3 separate regions of the Sus scrofa genome follow, and regions 2 and 3 are each linked to region 1. A link is a contact called in public Hi-C and HiChIP or PLAC-seq data. All regions are on one chromosome and are shown on one strand. The core of a region is the stretch at or near the end of the contact, and the rest is flanking DNA. Distances in the headings are between cores, read along the strand shown. Region 1 overlaps LOC110259504 (a long non-coding RNA gene). Region 2 holds the start of CXXC5 (CXXC-type zinc finger protein 5). Region 3 overlaps LOC110259504 (a long non-coding RNA gene).

Region 1 (2,743 bases), core at 172-2,671:
AAGTGTCAACTCTGTTCTCACCACAGCGGGGCTGTCGGATGGCACCTCCCCCCGCCCCGCGCACCCCGCCCGGCCGGCTCCCCCGCCCTCCCCTCGGAGCGCGCGCGCGCGCGCGCACACACACACACACACACACACACACATACACACACACACCTCCCACCGCTTTGCCCAAATTATTTTCGATCCCGGGAGACTCCGGATGCCAGACGCGCTCCGCAGCGGCGGCGGCGGCGGCCGCGCCTGATTCATTGCGCCAAAGCTGCAGATGCGACCTCCCGCCTGCGCCCTGTGCCCCGGCCCGCTCCGGGCTGCGTGCGCGCCTGGAGAGATGCGGGGAGGTGGGGGGGTGCGTCAATTTGTAGGCGCTCCCCCCCCCCGTCAAGAGGCGGGCCCCGGCCCCCCGGGGCCGGGTCCCCAGTCCCCAGCTCCCCGGGCTGCGCTAATTAGCTTCCTCGGGGGGCGCCACGCGGCGTGAGGGGCGGCAATTTCCCGGCTGGGCTGTGGGGGAAGCGCTCCCACCGCCTGGGAAGGTGAAATGGGAAACTCGATTCAAAGAGAGCTTTCCTCCCCCCTCCCGCCAAGCGCCGTAGAAAACGGGTTTGAAATTCCTCCTCTCTCTCCCTTTTTTTTTTTTTTATTTATAGTGCACCGTCTCCATGGAAACCGCGGAGGAGGTCACGGTAGCTGGGCCCCCGCGCGTCACCCCGCGCCTCGCCGGCTGCAGGCGCCGGGATTGCGGCCTCCCAGGCGCCGCGGCCCGCGTGGACTCTACTCCGAGTTCCCCGCCCCCGCTCCACTTAGCCCGCGGCTCAGGCCATATGACTCTGCCGGGTCCCAACCGGGAACCGCGCACCTGGGTACCAGTGCGCTAGGCTGTGCTTCTGTCCCTGGGCTCCAGCACGCGGGAACGCGCCCAGATACACGTGCCCAGCTCCAAGACGGGAACTCGTGCGGCGAGACGCGGCCGAGGGCCTCACTGCACTGGTGAATGCGCTGGGGGATCGACCTATATAGGCGTACACCTCCAGAGCTCTCGCTAAAAGGGGACCACCCGTAGTCAAGAACGATCGGTCCCGCCTGGGTTACTTCCTAACCATGTGACTTTGGGCAAGTCACAACCTCTCGGCGTCTCACCTTGCTTGTCAACAAAATGGAAGGGTTGTGTGGCTTGAGACCAAGTATGTTAAACGTTTGGCACGTGGTTCTGAAAAATGGTAGCTGTCACTGGGGTTACTTTTTCAGGCTGGGAAAGCCGAGGCCCAAAAGGCTTTGCTCAAGGGCGCGGTCAGCCTGAAGCATTTACACCTTGGGAGCTTCCCAGCACCTCAGCCTAAACCCGCGGGAGGTGAAGGGACGCGTGCCGGCTTTGCAGGGCCTGGGCCTGCCTGGGGCGCGTCGGGCGGGACCTCCTGCGCGAGCCACATCCGCACCCGGAACCCTGGAAACGGGACTCCCCGCGGTGCGCACCCCACCCCCTACCCTGCACCATTAGCAACGGGCCTGCCTACCCTCCCTCCCAGGGCTGAGGCCGCACCTGCCCCACCGGATGGCCGCCCCGGGGCCAGGCCTTGCCCCCCACCGCGCACACTTCCTCCCGGACCCCCAGCGCCCCGTAGAGCGTGCAGGGGGAGGGGACCCGGCCGCCCCCGCCCCGCCAGCTTCCCACAGCCTGAGCAGCCCGGAGCCGGGGAGGCAGGAAGTCTCAGAGCCGGGGCGTGGAGGCGGGGTAGGGGCAGGAAGTTGGGGGTGACTCTCCCAGAGACCCCAGACGGGGCCCCGGCGTGGGAGCGGGGTGGGCGGGCGCGTAAGGATTAAGGGCGCCCCCCCACCACCACGCCTCTGTAGCCTTAGGCCACGTGACCCTGGCCGCAGCGCCCCGCTGGGTGAGGGCGAAGGCCGCTACCTCTGGCGACCCCCGGCAGCGTGCACAAGGCGGGAGGGGCAGCCTTTGTCTACTGCGCCGCAGAGGCAGCCCCCCACGCCCCCTCCCCCCCGCGCCCCGCCGGGCCCTGCACAGCCCGGGTTTTCCATCCGGCCCCGCTCGGCTCGGCAGCTGTCAGGGGACCGAGCTGACCTTCGCGAGCAGGGAGTTTCAATTAGCCGCAGATCAGATAAGCGGGCGGGCCCGTCTCTCCGGGCACCGCGGGGGCGCAGCCCCGCCCCCGCCACGCCGCGCCAAACGCGCTCCAGATGGGAACAAAGATGAGGACGCAGCTCCACCTGCCTCCCCGGGGAGGGGGGAACAGGAGGCCCCGCCGGGAGGAGCTTCCCACCGGAGGAAGGGCTTGGGCCCACTCCCCTGCCCGGCTAGGACACCACTCGGGGGCAGGGGTCTAGCCAAAAACATCTCGGCCGCTCGGCTTGTCCCCTGCACGCACGCGGACCTCATCCACAGGCGGGCATCGTGCCCTCCCCTCCCCCCCTCCCCAGGGAGGCCTTTGCCACCTCTGATCTCATCCGGAGCGCTCCCTAGGAGGCTGAGAGAAGACGGCCCCAACAGAGAAAAGAAACTGAGGGAGAGAAGGGCTGGGCTTCTGGATTCAGGTCACACCAACCACTGCATTCTTTCAGGTGTTTATCCGGGCCTAGCACGTACCCGGCGCTGTTTAGACTAGGGGGCCAACAGCCTCATGGAGCTTAGATTCTAATTCAGGAAGACAAACCAGAATCGAGTAAACAAATCGGTGACCAGGATGAGCTCAGAGAGTCTGAAGGGCCATGAAGCCCTTAAAACAGGTCC
Region 2 (2,743 bases), core at 92-2,591, 57 kb after region 1:
GCCAAGGAGGGTGCGGCTGCCAACCCTTCAGCACCCCCCCCCGTCGCAGGAGACAAGGGGAGGGCACGAGTCTTTCCGGATGGGTCCCTACAGAACCCCCAAATCTGCGGCTGCCTCCTCGCAGCCCGTGGCACCAGCCCAACTCCGCGCACCTTTTCCGATTCCTAAAGCGGGGGGGGGGGGGTAGCAAAAAGCGAACCTAGTCCCTCCTTGAGCGCTTCGGCTCTCCTGACAGGTCCCAGGGGCAGCCCCCCATTTAAAAACCGGGGTCACTCACTTTCTGTTGATCCTACAAATAAACAAAGCCTGACGCACCCCGCGCTCCCCGCCGGGAAGCAGCCCATTCCGGGCGAGGACAACTTCCCCCGGCAAGAAAATTAACACATTCTTCCCGAGGCGGTGCAGCCCCTCGCTCCGGGGAAGCAAAGGGGAGGGGGGGCTGGGGCCCAAACTTCACGGGTAAATTTGGAGCCAGAGCAGCGAGGCAGGCGCCTGGGACACCCGCCTCCCACAGCTCCGCAGCGAGAGGAACACCCCCAGTCTCCCACCCTGGCTTTGCCTGCTGTTTGGCCACGCGGGGCTCGAGAGCCAGCCTGAAAGACTCCCCAGGGCTGGGGAGGATGGGAGAACGAGGCCGCGGGGAGCAGCGGTGGTGGGGGGTGATCCTTTAACGGAAAAAGAAGGTCAAACTTGATCAGCCCGCCAGGCACCCCGCGGGCAGCGGGGGCGAGGAGCCGGAGGGGAAATGTAGAAGTGGCCACCGCCCCCTCAAGTGGAGGGGGAGACTCAGCCACGCGTGGTCCAGGGCATTAAGAGCAGTTACCGTCGCCCCCCAAACACCAGGCTGCGAATGGGGCATGGTGGGGGGAGTGCGCGCCGGAGAGCTCCAATCAGCCGCCCCCGCAGGCGGAGCGCCCGCCCAACACCGAGAGGTGAGGACCCGGGCTCCCGCCGCCCCTGAGCCCTCAGGCTCGAGGACCTGGGGAGGGGACAGGAGCCCCAGCCCCAATCCATGGCGCCCAAGCCGCCGTCCCCGACCCTAAAACCCCTCTTTTTGTCTGAACTCAGTGATCTGCGACCGAGCTGACTGCGGCTTGGGGAGGCTGGAGTATAGCAGAGGCCACCGAGCGATCCCCGGAGCTCGGGCTCCCAGCCGCCGGGGCTCCCGGGCTCAGGCCACCGGCACCCCCTGCCCCACCCAAACCCGGACCCCTCCTTCCCCGTCCCTGGCTCTCCGCACCTGAACTTCGGGGGAGCCCGCGCCGCCAAACTTTCCGCCGACTTGCAGCGAACTCCGGCCCCGGCCGCGCACCGGGCCCCGGGGAGGAGAGGGAGGTAGGCGGGGAAGGGGAGGGGGCCGGCCTCCGGGGGGTCGGGGGAGGGCCGTGGCCCGACACCTACCGGCTCTCAGAGTCGTCCAAGCCGCCACCGCCGCCGCCGCCGCCGCCGCCGCCGCGAGGCCGAGGGGGAGGGGCGGGGCGGAGAGCTGCGCTCCTCTCTGGGCACAGCCGCCGCGGTGCGCTCCGCTCCAGCCGCGCCGCCCGCCGTGCCCGGGGCCGGAGCCGGAGTCACGCCGCCGCGGCTGGCCGGAGGCGGGGAGGGGGGGGGAGCCTGCAGCACCTGCCCCTCCTCCCCCTCCCCGCGGCCCAAATTAAAAAACAACAAAAAGCAACTAATCACCCCCGAGCGCAGCGCGGCGCGGCTGGCGGAGGGCGCAGCGTGAGGCGCCCGGACTCAGCAGGCGGCGCGCATGGCTGGGCGCGGGCTGGGCAGGGCTGGGACGCGGGGCCCGGCTTCGGGGAACAAGGTCCTGCCGCTCTTCTCGCTCGGCTCCGGCGCCTGCTCTCGCCGCCGCCGCCGCCTCTGCTGCCGCCAGTGCCGCCGCCTCTACATCCCCGCTCAGGCTCCGCCGCCTCTGCCGCCGCCGCCGCCGCCGCCGCCGCGCGCCCGCCGGGGCAGGAGCTCTGAACGCTGCCCGGGGGCTGCCGGCAAAACCCGGACCGGACTCGACGCTCCCTCCCTCCCGACGCAGCCCTGGCCACTTGGACGCCGCAGGCTCTGAGGCTGGAGCTGCAGCCACTGCGCCTCCAGCTCTCCGCGCCCTGACCTGGTCGGCCCTGGCTCAGCTCCCCGGCGCGCCCCGTCTTCACCTCTTTCTCCGCAACTTTACAAAAATAAATAAATAAATACATAAGAGGACCTCTCTCGTTTTGTGAGGAGGGCATGCGCTCGGCGACGCACCTGACGAGGAAATCCGCCGCCCCTCTGTCCCCTCTGTTCGGCCGGCCGCCAAGCTGCAAGGACCGGTGCTGAGGGTTTGGCCGCGCCCCGCGGCTCAGCGGCGCGTAGGGTCGGGAACTCCTAGCCGAGCACTCTCGGAATTAGACGCGTGTTGAAGGACTCCTCCCTTCCCAGGGCGCTTTCCCGAACTCGGTGGGCTCTAGTTCTCCGGGAGAAAGGGAGCCGAGGTTCCTGTCCCCATTTCACAGATGAGGAAACCGAGCCGAGGAAGGGCATTTTGTTTCCTGTGCCGGCGCCACCCCAAGCCCTGAGTCCTGGAGCTAAAGCGACTGCATTGTGGCCCTGAGACGGGACCGCGAAGTGTAAACTCAGCCTGAGACAGTGCCTAGCACAGAGCATTGCTCGACAGACAGATACCGGCTGAAAGAGAACAAAAGCCCAGTGGGTACAGATTTGGGCCCGCATATCCTGAGCACCACTCGGTGCCCCTCCATCTGCCCAG
Region 3 (2,743 bases), core at 156-2,655, 34 kb before region 1:
GCCTCCACCCTAAGTCCTCGGCTGATGGTGATAAGAAATAAGAAAACCTCCCATTTTTATTACATCTTACTTTCAAAATACCCTTTGCTGGGTTGACTCAGTGACTCCAGAGACAAGCAGGGAAAGATTGTTAACCCCAATTTACAGACCAAGATACAGACTGGGGACAAGCAGTCTTGACTTGGCCAAGGCCAAGGGCTTGTAAGCAACAGAGGAGGGAGGATTCTGGTCTCCCTCCCCACCCAGCCGACTCTGGAATCATCCCCACCCCACACAGGCAGCTTCAAACCCTTTACCCCCATCCCTCCCCCAAGGCTCTGGTGGGGTGGCAGAGGGGAGAGGGCCGGGCAGGGACTGCCCCAGGGGAAGGCCCTCTTCCTGGGAGCTCTGGGTCTATCAGCCTGGTTTAAATCTCGATCGCGGCCCTCCGGCTGTGGAAACTTGGGCCCATCACTTTACCTCTCAGGGCCTCTAGCTGCTCATCTGTAAAATGACTTTCAACTGCGCAGGGCTGTTGGCGGCTGGAACAGGATTGGGGCCAAACCTAGCAAACAGTGAGGACTCCCTAAGTGCGAGCCGTGCTTGTCTTTGCTTGTTCTACCATGTTCACCATGCAGGAAGCTGACAGGGCCCCCATTTCCCAGAGGGGAAAACTGAGTCAGCAGGCCTTCCAGCAGGCAGCAGACACCACCAGAAAAACCGTCAGAAGGCCAGGGGAGATGCTGACCTTCTCCTCTCAAGAGCCCTCCCTGGCTCCGTGCCCCGGGGACCCAGCACCACCGCGGAGCCAGAACAATCTGCCAGCCTCTTCTCTAGCCCTCAAACACTGCTGGGCCCTGCCTCTGCCCAAGCTGGTCCCTCCACCCAAAATGCCATCTCTCTGCAAGCTCCACTTGTGTGACCCAAATCTTTCAAGGTTCCGCCTCAAGGCCAGGCCCTCCAGAAAAACCACCTCCAGCCTCCAGCCCCCGAGGGGCCCTGGAGCCACCGGCCACCGCGTCCCTCCACGCGGGTTTCTGAACCGCCTCCCGGGTCGGGTGAGACCCTGGGGGCTCTTGGGCGGGACACACGGTGGGCGCCCCGATCCCGGGGCGGGGGCGAAGAGCGGGGGCGCGGGGCAGGGGGGCGGCGGCCTGCTCCCCCCCCCCCCGCCCACTCCGACTCCCTCCCGCGCGGCGGCCCCGGCTTTGATCCGCTGGCCTCAGCGCCCCAACCTGATTGGCATCGAATTACGCCGCGCGGCGCAGGGAGATAATGGCGGGAGGCGCGGCAGACATGAAAGGGGGGCCGGGGGCGCAGCGGCAGCCCCGGCCGCTGTTAATGACCCAATAAAAGGAAGAGGGGGGCGACCCCAGCCTCCCCTCCAGCCCCGCCCCCGAGGCCGCGGCCGCTGCACACAAAGCCGCCGCCGACTCGGAAATTACCGCGGCTCAGCCCAGCGCAGCGTGACTGCAGGGGGCGGGCTCACCTGGCGGGCGGGCGGGAGGGCGCACGGGCACACGCGCGCGTGCACACACACACACACACAGTCACGCCGCCGCGCACACGGACCCATCCCGTCTGAACTATTTTGCTGTGTTTCCATCATGCCGGTTTTGCATCCATTGTGATGTTGGAAAAAAAGAGTGTACGAAAGGAATTCGCCCGGATCCTGAGCGATTCTGTTGTGCCCACCGTCGTCCCGGGCCTGAGACACAGCCACAGGCAGCACCGTTCAGGAGCACGCACGCACGGGGTCTCACGGGCATCTGCGGTTGAGACAGCCTCGCAGACGCGGTCACACCTCAAGGACCTCGCAGAAGCAGACACAGAGCTACAGGGACACAGGCGCCCAGCGCCGCAGGCAGAGCTGCTCACGTGGAGACACACCCAGAAGCTGAGCAAGAGACCAAATTACAAAGATGCACGCCCTGAGACAAACGAGGAGGAAACTCAGAACCTAACAAACCCATCACGCAGGCCGCGCAGGGAGAGGGAGACTGAAACACGCTGAGGTCTACAAACAAACCCACACCGACGCCCAGAGACACCCCCCCCCCAACACACACACACACACATAAACCTCAGTCACGGAAGCACGCACCGTGGCACATTCGTCCACACACAAGCCCCCACCCCAGCATTCTCTGGGACACACCCCACGCCCTCAAGTCCACCCATTTCGCACCCTCACTCACACTCGCATGCGTTTGAAAGAGCCAAGCGCTAGACTGACCCACAGCAGAGATGAAGCGGGGTCCCCGGGCCACAGAGGCCAGAGAACATGGCAGTGGGGGCAGGAATGGGGTGCAGCGACATTGCATCCCTGAGTCCGGGACGGATGGTTTTACACTGGCGGAGCATCAGTTGCGTTTATCTTTAACATGGGGTCCAACGCCTCTCCCGTGGAATTATGTGACCAGGCAAAAGGCAGGTACTAGATGTTGGCTACTGTTTCCTTGTGGGCTTCTTTGGGGGCAGCCCAGGCTCTCCAACACACACACACACACACACACACACACACACACACTCACACTCACACTCCTGGCTCCCAATTGTTTTACTGCTAGGGAAGTTCCTCTTCAATCTAATCAGAGTCCTTCATGCTGTAAACTAAGCCTAACTATGGGACCCGAGCGGGCCAATCCTTCCAAGGCACTTCTCTTGCTCAATAAAAACAGCCCCCTGGAGTTCCCGTCGTGGCTCTGTGGTTAACAAATCCGACTAGGAACCACGAGGTTGCGGGTTCGATCCCTGGCCTTGC

What was found. Hi-C and Micro-C count contacts between places; a contact is called where the count stands out from the background. HiChIP or PLAC-seq counts read pairs in DNA pulled down with a chosen protein or histone mark.
Region 2: a contact with region 1 is called in an H3K27ac HiChIP or PLAC-seq map of skeletal muscle. The contact joins the promoter of CXXC5 here to the enhancer-like site in region 1. A contact is called at or near these places in 8 of 47 Hi-C or Micro-C datasets (blood, brain, embryonic fibroblasts and 4 more) and 1 of 2 datasets of contacts at active chromatin or transcription factors (skeletal muscle).
Region 3: a Hi-C map of retroperitoneal adipose tissue shows a contact between it and region 1, with 1.7 times the contacts expected there. The contact joins two enhancer-like sites. A contact is called at or near these places in 15 of 47 Hi-C or Micro-C datasets (alveolar macrophages, blood, brain and 8 more) and 1 of 2 datasets of contacts at active chromatin or transcription factors (skeletal muscle).

Annotation. Positions count from the first base shown.
Region 1 is chr2:141,536,914-141,539,656 of Sscrofa11.1, reverse strand. All of the region lies in intron 3 of LOC110259504 (a long non-coding RNA gene), which reads right to left. Among named protein-coding and RNA genes, the nearest start is that of PSD2, 53 kb to the left of the region's middle. Within about 2 kb of position 1,421, at least 46 of the 83 cell types and tissues checked have an H3K27ac peak or open chromatin away from gene starts, as enhancers often do. A contact at or near this core is called in epiblast stem cells, omental adipose tissue, retroperitoneal adipose tissue and 1 more, where this site is marked.
Region 2 is chr2:141,479,590-141,482,332 of Sscrofa11.1, reverse strand. It overlaps CXXC5 (CXXC-type zinc finger protein 5), which reads right to left and starts at 1,341. Exons shown (of 5, transcript XM_021084872.1): 1 at 1,241-1,341.
Region 3 is chr2:141,570,508-141,573,250 of Sscrofa11.1, reverse strand. The region is part of intron 5 of LOC110259504 (a long non-coding RNA gene); the gene reads right to left. Among named protein-coding and RNA genes, the nearest start is that of PSD2, 20 kb to the left of the region's middle. Within about 2 kb of position 1,405, at least 14 of the 83 cell types and tissues checked have an H3K27ac peak or open chromatin away from gene starts, as enhancers often do. A contact at or near this core is called in retroperitoneal adipose tissue, where this site is marked.